2 separate regions of the Zea mays genome follow, and region 1 is linked to region 2. A link is a contact called in public Hi-C data. All regions are on one chromosome and are shown on one strand. The core of a region is the stretch at or near the end of the contact, and the rest is flanking DNA. Distances in the headings are between cores, read along the strand shown. Region 1 has its middle 16 kb from the start of LOC103635466. Region 2 has its middle 7.6 kb from the start of LOC100273702.

Region 1 (2,700 bases), core at 147-2,646, 140 kb after region 2:
GGTTCTTCTAACTATCCGGCTGGACAATACCCACTCTATAACCCTTATGCATGGCAATGGCAACCGAGTCAAGGAACCTATGGACCCCCACCACCATCAGGCGAAGCACCACCATCGATCATGTATGGGTATGGAAACTATGGACCTCCTCCACCACCATATTCAAATTTATCAAATATGTATCCACCAGGACCACAATATGGGTATGGACAAGTTCCCGCTGCACCGGTATGTTATTTTGTTTTGTGGATAAGTATTTAATTGTCGTTCTTGTTTCCTCACTAATGTATCTCATATCTTTTGTATAGGCCTATCACTATCAGTATGACGGATTGGATCAATATCACGACCCTTCCAACATGCCTGAGTACTATCACTATGACTCGAGCTGAACATGTGAGTATTGTGAAATAAGTCGACCTATGTGTCGTTGCCTCGTTGGAGAGATGTAAAAGAACTTGTATTTGAGTATTGCGAAGTTCGATGGTTGTTTATTGCATGAGAACTGGAGTTTGTGGTTGCATATGTATGTTGTATGTTATTTTGATGAACTCATGTTGTGTGGATCAATTAATATTTACTGTACAATGTGAATTGAGAAAACTACAAATAAACCCTGCCAAAATTTTCATTTTTTTCTGCTAAAAACGGTAAAAAACCAGTTTATTTCACGGTTAACCGCCGGTTTCTACCGGTTTTTCGCCGGTAAACCAATTCGAATTCAAACTGATTTGATTTGGCCAAACCGGTCGGTTTTTACCGGTTTGTACCGGTTTACCGGCGGTAAACCGTTACCGGTGGGGGGCGGTTTTTACCTCCCCACCGGTTGGTTTTGTAAACCCTGGTCTAACCTCATTTTTCCCCCTTTGCATCTTGCATTCCTACGTTTTTTTTCCAGCGCATGATTCGAGCACACGTTTTATGACTTTCCTGTGTTGTTACAAATTCCTGTAGGATTCTAAGGCCATGGACACATCCTAATCCTGAGTTATTTCTATTCCTTCATCTTGAGAATCCTGTGTTCTAAAGGTGTCCTTATACTTATAAATTAATGTTGTCTGCCATATATCATTTAAAAATACATATAACCAACTTTGGTTTAAAGACCAATAAATATATTCAATTCTCTCTATAAAAATTCTATTTTAATGTACGCATGTTTTTTTAAGAGAGCATTTGTCTTATTAATTGTGGGTGTAGAATAAAAAATGGTTAATCTTTTGAGAAGGAGCGAGTAGGAGAAACGAAAAAGACCACAGCCCCAGTGGCAGTGCAGCCGGAAAGGCAGAAACGCGATGGTACGTGCATATATGCCTCGATCCGGGCGCGGGCGCGTCCATCTCACATCCACATTCTCTCCGCGCGCGCGTGCACGAGCACGGCTACAGGGAGCGTGCTGCGTGCGTGCGAAGGGCTGTGGCCTGTGGGGCGATAAATCTCTTGTCCCCTGCGGGCTACGGCGCGGACTACGGAGTTGGTGCTCCGCGGAAAAGAGGCCGGCGGCCGAATCCGCTGCCGCCTGCCGGTGCCAATGGCCGGCCGGATTACTTACAGAGAACCGAGGGGAGAAATGCTTTCGGGAACGGAGACGGACACTGATGGGACTGGGACAGGCAGGCAGGCAGGCTCTCCCTTGCCATTCCCTTGCTGCATGCTGCGTGCGTCTCCCGTCTCTCTCTCTCGGCGGCGGCGGCTGCGTATCGATGTGAAGGGTAAGGTCAGTTCTGTGGGAAGTTAAGGCTTTGTCGGTGAAAAGGTTGATAGAGAGGGAGACATAGAGAGAGGAGCGAGACGTGCATGAAGGCCCCTGCTGCTGCACCCCGACTTCCATGGGTAGACACGGCACTGTAGACCGCGGTAGCGACACTGCTACAGCATGTTTTTTCATGAGTGCATGGCTCCATCTCCATGCACTAGTGGTACTGTGTAGTACTACGTTTTCTACCCGTTCCCATGTCGTAACAACACGGACAGATGGCCATCAACGGGACGGATGGAACAGCAGGTAAAGCCGCAGCGATGCTTCCGTCGGCCTCCTGCCCTGCTGCACCCTGCAAAGCCTATTGCCTGTGACAGCGATGATCCCTTCCTGCCTGCCGCGCGCAGCCGCGCATGCGATGCGATGCGACGCGACGCAGCGCGTGGCGGCACGGGCAGTGCGCGCCGTTTCATGCGCGCCACGCCGCTACAGTTGCGCAACGGCAGCTTCCTCGCCGGGGGACGCCCGGGACCCCGCACGTACGTACGCTCTCTTCCGCGCGCGGCGGGCGGGCAGCAGGACTGCATGCAGATGTCCACCGGAGATCCGGGGCGCACGCGGCGCACGTCCGCCCCGACGACGTGCACACGCCCTCCCGTGCCGGCCGGCGTGCCTCCGCGCCGGCGAGGCGTCGTGCAGCTAGCTGCACTGCAGGTGCATAGAGGATCGGGCATTGAAGCCGGGGACAGCCAATGCGACTCCCTCAGCTCCCCTATTAGGGGTGTTTGGTTTGCCCCTGCTAAAATTTAGCCCCTATCACATCGAATGTTTGAACCTCCGTTCGGAGTATTAAATGTAGTCGGATTATAAAACTAATTTCTCAGCCGAAGATTAAAAAGTGAGACGAATCTAGTACAGTTGGTTGGGTCTATATTTCATACTCATATTTGAAAGTCAAACGCTTGATGTGACCCGGGCTAAACTTTAGTCTACAGAAGCCC
Region 2 (2,700 bases), core at 93-2,592:
TTATATCTTTAAATTGATTGGTTACAAAAAATATATATTTTTAAGCGGTTCGATAATATGCAGGGGTGTTTGAATGCACTAGAGTAGTTAATAGATAGCTATTAAAATTAGTTGAAGACGTCCATTTAGTCTCGCTAATAGTTCAGCATTAGCTACTTTTAGTAAATTATTTAATAGTTAGCTAGCTACTTGTTAACTAGTTAATTTCACTATAAATTTTTTTAGCTAACTAACTTTTAGTTTAAGTGCATTCCAACACTCCCATATTAGTACACGATTTATGAAGATTTTGCCCGATTTTAAAATAGCTTGACTCGTCGGAAAACAAAAAAATAGTTGAAGACGTCCATTCAGTCTGGCTAATAGTTCAGCTAGTTTTAGAAAATTAACTAATGGTTAGCTAGCTATTTGTTAGCTAGTTAATTTCACTAGAATATTTTAGCTAGCTAACTATTATCTTTAGTGTATTTAAACACTCCCATATTCGTATCATAAATGGCAGTACACGATTTATGAAGATATTGACCGAATTTAAAATTGCTTGACTCGTCGGAAAACCAAAAATATTTTTTCCGTTCTGTAAAACAGGGGTAGTACTCCGCAGATACAAGTCTCACTGTCTCGTTAGGGTCGCGCATGGAGCGACCCTGATCATCTGCGCCTTCCATGCACTCATTCCATCGTCGTCGGGGGGATTTCTTAGAGAGGGGGAAAAAAAAATCCGAAATCCCGCGTGAGCTACGAAAAATCAAGTTGCCTACGGCTACGAGTACGCCGGTCCGTCCTGAATGAGCTCATGGATCCGGACTATGGGTCTCGCAGGCCGCAGCCGAAGCCCCCTTTTTTTCTTCTGTACTCGCCATACGCCACGGACACGATGGCATGATGCATTGAAGCGGGCCGCGGGGATCGCGCCTTTCTGCTGCTGCTGCTGCTCTGCATGCGACTTGAATTGTTTCGGTGAGTCCGTCCGTCCGTCCGGCCGGCGACGCGAGGTGAGGGGCCGGCCGGGAGGCAGGGCGTGGACAGCGGCGGACAGGAATAGGCAGCCACAGGCCACGCACACAGAAGGGGGTGTGGAGGTGGACACGGACGTGAAGGCGGTCACGTCTGTCTGCCTGCGCGGTGTGCGCGCCGCGTCGGCGTCGTCGACCGACGCAGGAAGATCTGCGCGGTCAGGTCGCCCGGATCACGCGCGCTCCCTCCGCTCCCGCCTTCCCCTGTCGAATTCGCTTCGCAGACGCAGACGCAGACGCAGACGCAGACGCAGACTAGCGCAGCGCAGGCGTGCTGCCGCTGTACCAGCGCACGTGATCCGGTGGCGCGGCCCCGCTGCTGCTCGCCGCGCGTCACCCGGTTGAGGTTCCCTGATCCGACGGGATCTGCGGTCGGGGATCCGCTGCGGCCTGCTGCTGGCGTAGTTCGTCGAGCGGGGCCCGGGGCGCGCGTTGTACACGTTGGCCTGCCACTGCCAGCATCTGCTGCCGCCGGCTCGCGGGTTGCGGCGAGAGAGCGGGCGCATGGCGCGTCTTGTTGTGGCCCAACAGCGCGCCCAGCCTTTTCAGGATGGTTTGCTCCCCGGTCCGGCCGTCCGCCTTCACGTACGGAGCAGGCGTGCGGACTGCGGAGGGACCAGCAACCAGGGGAATGCAGGTCCTCCGGTCGGTAGCCTCGTAGTGGTACCAGCCTGGAGATTGTGTAGTGTATGCACGACTGACACAACAAAAGTTTTGGTGCGCTTTACTAGCAACAAGTACTCCCTCGGATGACAAAACAATATAATAACGACTATATCATCCACCGTATGAGTCAAACTAGTTTAGCTGACTTCATAACGAGAAAAATTGAAGAAAGTGGCAAAAACCAAATGCACTACTTTTAAAAGTGCCGTAAAATCAAAATTTATATTTCCAACTAAATTTATTACGAAAAAAAATATCATTTCATAACTAATTTAGTAGAGCTTACTCTAGTATAAAAAGATTAAATAATTTTGGTTGAACTTTGAATTGTTTAACTCCTCAAACAATGAGAATTGCATTCTTCTTACATCGAAAGGCGGTGCAAGTCAAACAATACTAAATTCAACTAGATTTATATAAAAAATCATTATTAATACTTTTTCAGTCTATTTTATCTAGTGTTATTTATTATGCATAAAAATATCAAGGGAAAAAATCTACATAATTCTCGAGTGTTTTGCCTCTATGTCTACTTAACCCGTACTCTATAAAATCAAGTATCAAGCACTCAACTTTTTTAAGTCAATTATTTAAGTTGAATCTAATCTTATGGACTTGTATTTGCCGCCATATTAGCTATCAACCAAACTATCGATCATGTTATAGACTATCGTCAGCTCTCATCTACTTGAGTGTTTTAGTGCACAATCTTTACTAGTATTAGCCTACAACCAACTTGATACCACGTCAACTTTTTTGTAGACTTTTAGTTGATATGAAATAAGTCATTTTATCGAAATATAAATATATACTATTACATAACTAATTGCACATATAAAGACTAAACAACAAGACAAATTTATTAAACCTAATTAATTTATGATTAGCAAATGTCTAAGACACCATCGCATAGGCGAATCATGTAGCAAATGTCTACATTAGTTCTAATATATGTAATTATTTTTTGTAACTACACTGTATATAATATTTCTAACTAGCATCTAAATACCCGGAGAGT

The links. Hi-C and Micro-C count contacts between places; a contact is called where the count stands out from the background.
Region 1: a contact with region 2 is called in a Hi-C map of ear, with 6 times the contacts expected there. The contact joins two enhancer-like sites. A contact is called at or near these places in 6 of 25 Hi-C or Micro-C datasets (ear, endosperm, leaf and 2 more).

What each region holds. Positions count from the first base shown.
Region 1 is chr4:135,150,950-135,153,649 of Zm-B73-REFERENCE-NAM-5.0, forward strand. No RefSeq gene overlaps it. Among protein-coding and RNA genes, the nearest start is that of LOC103635466, 16 kb to the left of the region's middle. Within about 2 kb of position 1,397, at least 4 of the 20 cell types and tissues checked have an H3K27ac peak or open chromatin away from gene starts, as enhancers often do. A contact at or near this core is called in ear and tassel, where this site is marked.
Region 2 is chr4:135,011,494-135,014,193 of Zm-B73-REFERENCE-NAM-5.0, forward strand. No RefSeq gene overlaps it. Among protein-coding and RNA genes, the nearest start is that of LOC100273702, 7.6 kb to the left of the region's middle. Within about 2 kb of position 1,343, at least 20 of the 20 cell types and tissues checked have an H3K27ac peak or open chromatin away from gene starts, as enhancers often do. A contact at or near this core is called in ear and tassel, where this site is marked.